2 separate regions of the Columba livia genome follow, and region 1 is linked to region 2. The links are chromatin contacts, called in public Hi-C maps. All regions are on one chromosome and are shown on one strand. Each heading gives the region's core, a stretch centred on a gene start, on an enhancer-like site or on the middle of the called end of the contact. The rest is flanking DNA. Distances are from core to core; before and after follow the strand shown.

The links. A called contact is a pair of places that touch in the nucleus more often than the background predicts.
Region 1: a contact with region 2 is called in a Hi-C map of liver, with 3 times the contacts expected there. The contact joins two enhancer-like sites. A contact is called at or near these places in 2 of 2 Hi-C or Micro-C datasets (crop and liver).

Annotation. Positions count from the first base shown.
Region 1 is chr2:35,696,687-35,701,856 of bColLiv1.pat.W.v2, forward strand. No RefSeq gene overlaps it. Among named protein-coding and RNA genes, the nearest start is that of NFE2L3, 110 kb to the right of the region's middle. Within about 2 kb of position 3,110, at least 3 of the 3 cell types and tissues checked have an H3K27ac peak away from gene starts, as active enhancers do.
Region 2 is chr2:35,400,726-35,405,902 of bColLiv1.pat.W.v2, forward strand. The region is part of intron 3 of LOC110355402 (a long non-coding RNA gene); the gene reads left to right. Among named protein-coding and RNA genes, the nearest start is that of NPVF, 20 kb to the left of the region's middle. Within about 2 kb of position 1,711, at least 2 of the 3 cell types and tissues checked have an H3K27ac peak away from gene starts, as active enhancers do.

The sequences.
Region 1 (5,170 bases), core at 1,860-4,359, 300 kb after region 2:
AAAGCAGTCTGACTAAAACAAAAAGAAATTATTGTCCAAGAACCGGCTAGAAATGAGGTGGAATACTGGAGATGAACCAGGAGAGGCTCCAGGGCAGAGGATTAGGCAGAGGAGGGGAGAAAATTAGTGTAAAGGCCCGGGGCCTGGGTTCAGCATTGTCCTTAAGGAGTTCATCTGGGACCACATGGGTATCACCACTGGGCCCGCTGGGCTCCTGGTGCAATCCCTGGGTGCACCAGCAAAAGAGGGGAGCGGGGACCAATTTTGCACAAGGTCAATTATTTCCAGTTATTTGGGAATGGGAGATGGGATTCTTTCCAAGTCCTTTAGGTAATGAAGCTTGTGAGCTGAAGTGTGGCATTTGTTTCTCCCTGTTACCATAACAGATACCTCCCCTCGACTGTGAAGCCATCTCTATTTCCCTGAGTCGTCCCTGAATCAAGGCCCCTTTCACTTCTCACCAAATTATGCAGTAATTTCTTGAGGGAGTGAATTCCAGCGAGCTATTCTCTAGGGAACCTTCCTTACTCAGAGAGAAACCACAAACCAGTGAGATCTGGAAGGGGAGAAGGAGTAAAAGAGATCAGGCTTGTTTAGAAGCAGCAGCTAAACAGCTGGGAGATCTTTCAGTTGGTTATATTTCTAATTCTGTTCAGGTCTTGCTTTACAACCTCGAATGAAAACAAATCAGGATAGTTTCCTCCTTCTTGGAATGTCTAGGATTTTGAAGGGGGGGAACTCTACACACAGCGCCTCTTTTCCAGCCACACAATACAAAAGGAGACATTGGTAAAATTGCTTTGTGGTTGCAAATGTGTTTTTTTCACCCTTGTCTTAGAAAGAGAAACTTTTTTCATGTGTTGAGTCACTGCAGGACAAACTGTCGTGGACCATCAAACAAACAGCATTGATTTTATTCTTTTTTTCCTAGCCACAAAAGCAGAATACCCCCTCCCCAAAAAAAAAAAAAAAAAAAAAAAAAAAAATTCTTTCCTTGCTACATACAACCATCATCTTTATTTTTTTCATGAGATTATTTCCAAATGCTGAGCACTAAACTCAAGCGTTTTTCCACATACATGAGCATTTGTAATCCGTCACAGTCCAACTCTGAGAGGTGCACATAGACGCAGTGTCGTTTCACCCTTGTGCATTATTGCCATGCCGCGCAGCGGTGTAGCGTGATCTTTCTTACTCCAGATAAAAGTTGTTTAAATTGCAAACTATATGCAGTGGCCTCAGAGTGCCTCATCTGCTAAAACAAAATTTAAACAGCTGAACGAAAGGACTGTGAGCTCCCCAGGAGGGAAAAACGCGAACCTCGCGAAAGCGGGATGAAAAGAGGGGCAGGACCCGAGGGGAGCGCCGGCTGGATGTGCTGGCGGGAGCAGCCGTGGCCGCGGCGACGGTACTTGCTGTGACAGTCCCGGGGCTTGCGGGCAAGAAGGAGAAGAAAAGCCGCAGCTCAACTGAGCCCGTCGGCTCGGGAACGTTCTTTAGGGGATAACTTTATGGTTTTTTTACACGTAAAATTACACGCATGAAATACAAACCCGTACCCGTGTATGTGTATATGCGTGTATATTTTGCACTCCCAGAGTGGGGACCTTGGCCACATCCATGGGGAATTTGACCACATCCGAAGCTCTTCGATAAGTCGCAGACACACCGGGCTGCCGCTTCGGGCTCCCTTACCGCAGAGGGCTGGGGAAGGAGCTCGGGGCCGGACCTCGCTCTCTGTCCCGCACAGGAGTTAATGGGGGTGGCCCCGATGCGGGCCCGCCTGACGGGTGGGTTTTGGCCTGTTCGGGCGGTGATGGTGCTCCAGGAGGTGCTCCCAATACTGCAGCCTCCGGCTTGGGGCTCGCCGCCGGCCGAGGCGGCCCCGGGCAACCCCAAAGCCCGCTCCGGTAGTGGTGGCTTCGGCCGCGCCGGGCGGTTGCGGTTCGACCGTGCTCAGCCCGGGCCGGGGACGCCCGCTCCCGAGCTGTCACCGAAATAGCCCCCTGAAGCGCTTTGCTCCGGTCCCTTCCAGGAAGGAAAGAAACCCCGCTGCGGCGCTGGTTTTCTGTGTTTAAGTAACTTTAATAAAACGCCGCTTCCTTTGGCCAAGGAAAGGAAATTCGCTGTATATAAAATTCGGAGCGGAGGGGAATAGGGAAGCTCCCCGGGTGCCCGTGAGCTTCGTTGCCTATTTAATTACAAGTTTTCGTTCCTGGGCAGACGTGGAAAAAGTGCTAGAACCCAAAAAAATTAAAAAGACAAGTGGCGCACCCGGCTGCCCGCGGGGTCCCCCCGCTGCCCGCCAGGCCGCTGCGGCCCGTGGGGCAACCCCGACCTCAGAAGCCCGGTGCAAAGCCCCGCTGCGGAGCCGCGTCCCCGCATCGCGGCCGCCGCCACCGGACCCGGCCGTTCCGCGCCGCTGCAGCGCCCCGCGCGGCCACGGGGCGGCGCACGCCCCCGCCTCTACAGTCCCCCCCTCCGTGCCCCCCTCTCTTTGCATACGCAGCGACGATTGGTCAACGTATTCACTTGCGTCAGCTATGGCGTCAAAGGCTCGCCGGCCAATGACTCGCCGGGTGCCGTGCCATTGGCTGTCTGCAGGGGTGTCAATCAGATGGAATTTGCATGCCGGGCGCGCCGCGGAGGGGCGGGCGGCAGCGCGGGTCCGCCGTGGGAGACACAGCAGCGTCTGCCGGTCACACGGAGTCACTGCACGTAATAACGGCGCCACTCGTTAACGCCTCCCCAGCCTTGTGTGATGCTCTGCGGAGGGCCAGCTCTCTATTCCCACGCGTGACAAGTAACTGCAGCTGCCAGGCAGGCATGTACGGGTTCCACGGGCAAAATTCGTACAGAAGCAGAATAACCCAGTGCTGAAATACCCCCGCGTGTGCGCGTGTGGTGTCAGTGCCGTGTGCCCGGCTCCTCCGACAGCAGGAAGAGGCACAGCCCTGGGCCCCTGTCGCCGCAGCTGGCACTGCACGTAACCCCCCGTCTCCGCATGGGATGTGAGTCGGGGGCGCGGGAGATCCCCCGCCGTGCCCCGGCCTCTCCCCGCAGGAGAAACTCAAGGAGGGGAGGCCGCCTAACAGCCCCCCGCCGAAGAGAACTCCTCTGTGCGCGGCAGCACCGAGCTTGGGTCCTCCAGCGGGAAAAATGACGCGGGTGTAAAAACAATCGGTAGCCGCTCACTTGTTGTACACACGAGACGCGGCGCGTTTGGGCGAGAGGGCTCCGAGCTGACCCTCCCGGGGGGACCAGCCGTCGGTGCCCCAGACCCAGCCGCCCACCGCGCCGGCTCTGCTCCCCGCAGCCCCGGCGCTGGCCAGCCGCCACGCGTCACGGCCGGGCGCTGTCCGTCATCCACGTCCTCTGACGTCACCTGTGGCGAGCACCAATCAGCGGGCGGGCTGGGACAGAGCGGAGCCGGTGATTTACGCGCTTCGGGACGCGACTGCGAGACAGAACCAAAAGCGCTACGGCGGGTCCCCACGGTCCCGTGCGGCCCTGCGCTCCGCCCTCCCCGCGCAGACGCGCCCCGCTGTTTTGGCGAGCAGAAATAGCAGCGGCTACTCTGCGGGGGGGTGGGTGGTAAAGTGGCCTTGGCAGCCCCTGAGGCCCCGCCGGGCTGCCTTGCCACCCCAGAGGTGGGTGCAAGGCAGCCAGCTTAGCAGGAGGTTTTTTATGCGTCTTTACAGAAAAAAAAAAAAAAAGTGTGTCCTGCCCTTGTTTACGACAGAAATAAGAGGCTGGAACAGCCCCCAAGAGGGGCTGATTGACATCGCAAGGCAGGGACCGCTTCGTCACGGATGGGGGGTACAGAGGGCTGGAAACGGGGTCTTCCCGCAGCTCGTGACGGGTGTTGCGTTTCCGCTGCGGCGGCGAGTTGATACTTGAATTGCCCGAAACAGTTCTGATTTTTTTCCTTTTTTCCTTTTTTTTCCTTCTTTTTTTTCTTGCAAATAAAGTAAACACAAGAGGGCGTTTCAAGCCTTTGATCCACGTTCTGTACAGTAAGGAAAATAAACCGTGAACTTCAAAAGGGATGGAGGCATTCTGGGGTTAATTTCGCTTCCTAAACGGATGAACACGGCAATAAATCATAATTTCCCTCCCCTCCATGAAAGCGCTAATCGGAGGAATATGCACCCGAAGCGCCCCTCACCACTGGCAGCCTCAGAGACCGCGTCGGCTGTAATCTGATGGATCAAAATTCGTGCGGGAGATATTATAAATCAACAGGTTTAATAAATCTTTGCAGACGACGTCTCCACGGGGCCGGGGGAGGGGGCGGGGTGCGGAGGGGTGCCCGGCGGTAATACGGAACCGTGAAAATTCACTTCCTCGCAAGAACTACATTAAGTAAACCTAACACCGAAATGTTGTCTGGCAATCTGTCTTGAAAAGGTTACAGCGTGTTAAAGATTTGGAAAGCTCCATAAAGCAGTAAAGATTATGAAATACAGCTTAAAGGTTTATCAAATGACTTCCCGTGCCGGGACAGGCTTTAAACCGAAGGCAAAAAAACCTGAAGCCTGTGATCTTTGCAGCTTTAGCCCATAAACGTGTTTGAGGAGGGATTCTGTTTTCTGCCGCTTTATAGTATCACTTCCCTAACACGTAATTTAAATCTGCTTTTCAGGAGTCGATATCTGGTAGTAAAACTAATACCGGGCAATTAGACGTGGTGCTTTAGAACCGCGTCGAGCTAGAGGCGGTACGAAGAGGTATCCACCCAAAACCAGGTGGCCAAGCTGGGGCTGGAGAGTGGGGAAAGGTCCTCTGAATTCGGCTGTCCCCAGCCTCGGGGAGAGGGGAAGCGATCCCGTTTCTGGTACCGGCATCGGGGCGAAGGGGCGCTGGGACCCGGGGAGCCCCGCCGGGGAAATGGGGGGGCTGGCCAGCCGCGGGCCCGGGAGCCGCGGAGGCGCCTCCGGGCTCTCCCCTCGCCGGTTTCCGTCCAGGGCTGCCCTGCCTTTCCCTCCACACGCACACCCGGCTCTGAATCAACCGGTGTTTTTAAGGGGGTTCTTTGATCTGGCCAAGTGTCAGAGTTCCGAAAGCCGGGACTCAAATAACACGTCATTACGGCAAACAAATTTCTGCAGTCAGCTTTATGGCTTTATTGTCTATGGCACGAATAAATTCGGGGAATTAGCAGGTTAGG
Region 2 (5,177 bases), core at 461-2,960:
CTGAAGTCAGTGGCAGGGTTGCTATTAATTTCAGTAGAAGGAGAAGTAGGTCCACAAATATTAAAACCAAATTCTGCTTTGAAAGTATCTTCATACTTTTTCCTAAATTTAAAACCGTGTCTTCACACACAAAATATGCTTGCCAAAACCCTGCTTTCCAGCAATGGTCCAGCTATACATGGTGACATGAGCTCCTTAAAAGTCTTTAACAAACTCACAAGTTGGATGTATAATTAGCTGAAATGGCTGAAATTGGTTTCTGAATCAAGATGTGACAGAATTGGGATTTAGTGTGCTTGGAAGTACAGTGAAGCAGGATCATACTTAGGCTGATAAATTTTTTTGTGTAATACAGCAGAAGAGATGACTGTAACAGACTGCCTTTGCACAGCCTCTGCTTTGGTCACTAGTTCAATTCTGCCCTAGTCCAGAAAAGAAAAGTGACTGGGGTTTCTGTGGAGGAGCTTGAACCAAGTAAGCACTTTCTTTTTGGACTGAACCAAAGTACTTCCATGACACTTTTCTGTGCTCTACTGCTGCATATAAACCTGTATATAGGAGTCAAAACTGGAATTTTCAGGTTAGAGGACAGAGCAATTGTCTGAGAGCTCAGACACATGGGAGGGGACTCGTACCAGGTGACATTATTTGCTTCCAGTCTAATTGTCTGTCTGAGGTGATTAACTTGGCTCCCTTCATGATCTGGAGAGAAAAAAAAAGCACTTTTCAGGTGAAATTTTGACCTCAGGGCTTGCATTTTAGGCGAAGGTGGATGGTACCCAGACTGTCTCAGGAGTAGCTCTGCTTTTGGTTATATGAATCCCAACTCCAATCAATCTGTTGCTTTAAATAGTTGCCAGTGTTGCCTTTCAGTACCACAACTGAGCCTTGTGGTATCTACATGAATGGTTTTAGTGACAGCAAGTATGAGACAGCATGATTTTGATTAGTCCCAGTGAAGAAGATGAAGCTAAGTCACACATTTTTATATTTGCAAGGCCATGCACATAGGAAGTGTGCAGATAGCTCAGCTGATGTGCAACCCCCTGACTGTACGTCTGAGCCCCAAGGGTCATCAGCCAGGGTTGTTAATCACCTCAGTGAAGAACTGTCAAGCAGAACAATGTCCTTCTACTTGTAGATCTTGGCTGAAGCTGTTCTTATTTGATGGCTGGCCTGATCCTTCCAAAATCTTGTGAATGGAATCCAATAATTATTCTTGGTTTATTTTGACAACTGTTTCCATTCCTTCCCCCTCACTTAATATTTATCTACGTGAGCCAAGTTGGAGGCTTAAGTTTTAAAGAAAATGAATGGTAAAATAAGACTCTGCATTCAGAATTAGGAACCTAACCAGGTGACCTGATTTTCAAAAATGCCAATTGCCCAGAAAAGACTTCCAGCTCTTGAGACCATTAAAAAAATCTTAGCGTTATAACTGTTTTTACAATTATTATTTATGGTATGTATTGCAGTAGTACCCTGGCAACAGACAAAGAGCCATTGTGCAGGGCACTGTGCAACCGCAGAGATGAAAGTTACTTGAATTAAAATTCCAACTGCCTGTTCCGTGCTGGAGACAAACTCAGAATATGCACAACTTGCACAGCCATCCCCTCTTTGGAAAATGTCTGTCAGCTGTTCAGATTTCCAACTTTCACAATGAGTCAGTCAACCAGTAGCCTTTGCAGGACAGAAGAAAAGCCAAGAAGCTCTGTCCTGTCCACTCCATCATTTCTGGGACCCTCTGGACACGGTTTAGGGATCCTCTCTGTTGCTCTCCATCCCCGAGCACGCCGCACAATCGCCCAGTGTGAGCCCAGCCAGTTTTCAGTGTGCGGCACTAATGGCTCTGGCTGAAGTGACAGGTCCTCTTATTTGTGGCTGTTTCTGTGTCTTTCATGCCCGATCAAAAATGTTTACAAAGGTGCAGTCAGGGGATGAAGGCAGGGGGAGCAGAAGAAAAGAAATCCAATTTCATTTGGAAACAGTTTCAGAGCTTAATTAGTAAGGAGGGGGGCGGGAAGGGGGGCTGAACAGGTGGTGTATTATTCTGCCAGGGATCTTCAAAAGGCAGGGAGTGCATATTGTTAGTTTGCTGCAGAACGAAAAATGAGAAGTTCGACAGTACCTGGATACTGAAGAGCAGGTAAGGTGCTGAAGTAAGATTGGAGTTATACACACATCTGCACTCAAAAAGCTGCATAGGAAAAAAATAAATTTTCCGTTCTGCCCACAAGGCGACAGATCCCAGCTCTGCATCAGAGATTTACATGGATTCATATTCATTACATTAGCAGTAGACACATTTAGCCGCGATTCCCAAAGGAGCAGGAAAATGATGGCCTCGAAGAAAGCTGGCACATTTCAAACTCTCCAGCTGTGCCTTGCTACCATTGCTACATTCCACTGCCAAATTCAGTAATTCATGAATTTGTCTTTTTTATCTGCAAAAAATGTTAATTTACAGAATGAAGAGAAGAATAGGAAAGGACTACCATGCTTAGAAAGGGAATGGCTACATTTTCTTTTAACTGCTTTATAACTATTTCTCTGATGCTGTAAATGTTATTTGTGTTCACAAGACCATTATTATTTTGCATTAAATGCTTAAAAGAAAGCAGGAGTGCCAGCAGACAGAGCATCCCAGCTTACAAAATAATTGTTCTAATGAGATGGTAGCCCAGCAAGACTAATACAGAGTTTTAATAAATAGCAAATGAATTATGAATGACAATGCTTTTTTGTTTATTTAAGTACTGAGCACATGCCATAAAAGAATAATAGATATAGCTGTTGTTTCAAAAATGCTGTTTTATGTTGCATTGGATGGAACTGTGTACATATACATCTGTTCTGACAGGGCAGACTAGGACCAATACGTTTTTTTTTGGTGAAACTACTAGGGAAAGGAAGGTCCTTATAAGTTCTCTGACACCAAAAGGGCAAAAGATTATTCCTAATTAAATATTTTCCCTCCCTCAGCGTTGTTGCTGAAAACATCATGCAAAGTTATCTATGGGACCACTGAAAGGATTGACTTTTGCAGGCTGAAAAATGTGCATAATATTCTTACTCATGATTTGATTCTGTTTCTCAGTGTTTCTGTTTTCTGTCTCAGGGAGAAAATCACACTGCATACCTTTTTGGATTTTATAGGATTTCTTAAGACAGGAGATTGTAAACACAGCTTCCCATAAAAGTTTCTGTACCTTGCCGGGCACCAGCTTGGTAGAGTCCAAGAGCAGCCCTGCCAAGGTTTTCTTACATTACAGTTTAATAAGTGAGTTTAGCACTATCACTGAAATGCAGAATAAGCCCTTTCTAACTCAGAGAGGTTTGCTGCTGTGATGTTGAAATTAATGAAGACTCTGCTCAAGTGAGAGTAGTTCACATCCAGGAATATCTGCCAGCAGACCAGCAGGTAGAGCTGTATTAAAGCCTTTATGTTCTCCTTTGTGCAACAAGGCATTTATAATGTTGACTAATTCTGGTATCTTCCCCCTAGTGCTCGATGATTTGTAATTTTATGGGCTACTTAATGAAGCAAAACTCTCCATTAGTTTTTAAAATGCCTCTACTTTTTAATGCTAGGGGCTCTCTTTTCAAAATGATGCCTGCCTGGGCCAAAGGCTCTCAGTCTGTTGACAAAATGAAGGCAAGGCACTCACGGAAGGAAACAATCAGCTCAAGCCTCCAGGAAGAAAAGGTATATTTTGTGCCTTGCTCATGGAAAACAAACAGTATCAGGTAAAAAAATAGCTCCTTGTGGAGGCTGCTCATCTTGTTCTTCACAAAAGCAACAGTTTGAGCAGAGACGGGATCCCTCCTGTGGTCTCTGTCCTGACACCCCTGTGACCACAGGTGAGAGCAGCCAGCACACTGTCCCTGCTGCAAGGAGCCTGCAGTATAGCAACCAGGTGGCATCTGTGAGTGAGGATCTCCAGTGCCCTTGTGGGCAGGCAGAAGGCGTTTTGTTGTGAGCCAAGGGGAAGGCTGATGTGGTGACCTGCCTCACAGGGCTTAGTCAATACTTAATCCTCCAAATGTCTCCTAGATTCCCTGGCCAGTGATGAAGGGAACGAATCAGCTGTGGTTGCATGTATTCCCTTATCAGGTCATTGCAACATCCCATTGATCCTTCTTGTTGAGTGTTTCCCTATATGTCACTTTAAGGTTTCTTCTGTTCACTTTGTGCTATTCCTTTTCTTTGATCCCATACTGAATACTGAAAATAACAATCTCCTGGCCTTAAAAGTCTGTTTGCTGCTAGTATTTAGGAACTGTGAACCAAAGTCTAGTTTTACTTATAAGCCTTTCGAAACACCTCTGATTTCGTTCATGGTATGTAGGATTTACACCAGTGCAAATGAAATCAGGACACGACCCATGACAGGGGCTCCTTAGCGGTCTTTTCTCTATGCTGTGTAAATTAACTTTTCTTGAGTCTCCTCTCAGGATAGCATAAATTATGAGGCAAAAGCCTGTAACTCACTGCGAGGCAAGCAGCAGTAACTCCCCCTCTACCACTTTCCTGCCAAAATTATGGGAGAATAGCTGGTGATCTCAGCTCATATTTGCATGGCATGTACAAGAACAAGAAAGAAAAATGATGGCTCAGGTGGCACGAAAGACATGTACCCATTGTTGCTACTGCCTTGCTTCCAAGGAGGGAAACATGTATCGGAGAGCAGAGAGACACTGGCTGTGTCCTCTTGCTTTTTGGTGCCTTTTAATGTGCGAAGGGAAGAATTTTAATGTCACATATAAATTATGTGCTGCTGAATGCACAAAATATTGTGCTGCCTGTTCATGGTTGCTGAAATTACATCATCAGGGCTTCTCTTTTTTCATTCCTTTTCTTTGATTCAGGAGCTCTCTGGGTAAATATTAACTGTAGCCATCAAGAGGCGGAGGAGAATTTCAGGAGACCTGACCTTTAAATCGTGATAATATTTCTTCTTGCATTGTGTCCTAAAGGTTATGGCTGCACTTGCCTCACAAAGAGGGTACTACTTGATGGAAACCTAAAAAACCCCACAAGGCTCTTTTGTTTTGGTCTGAGGACTACATCTGCAGATACTGAGAGTGCCCATGACTCACCATGCTGCTCACCAGCTCAGCAGCCACCCCTTCCGAAGAGCTGGAGTGGCTCAGGTGTCACAGAGCAGAGCTTG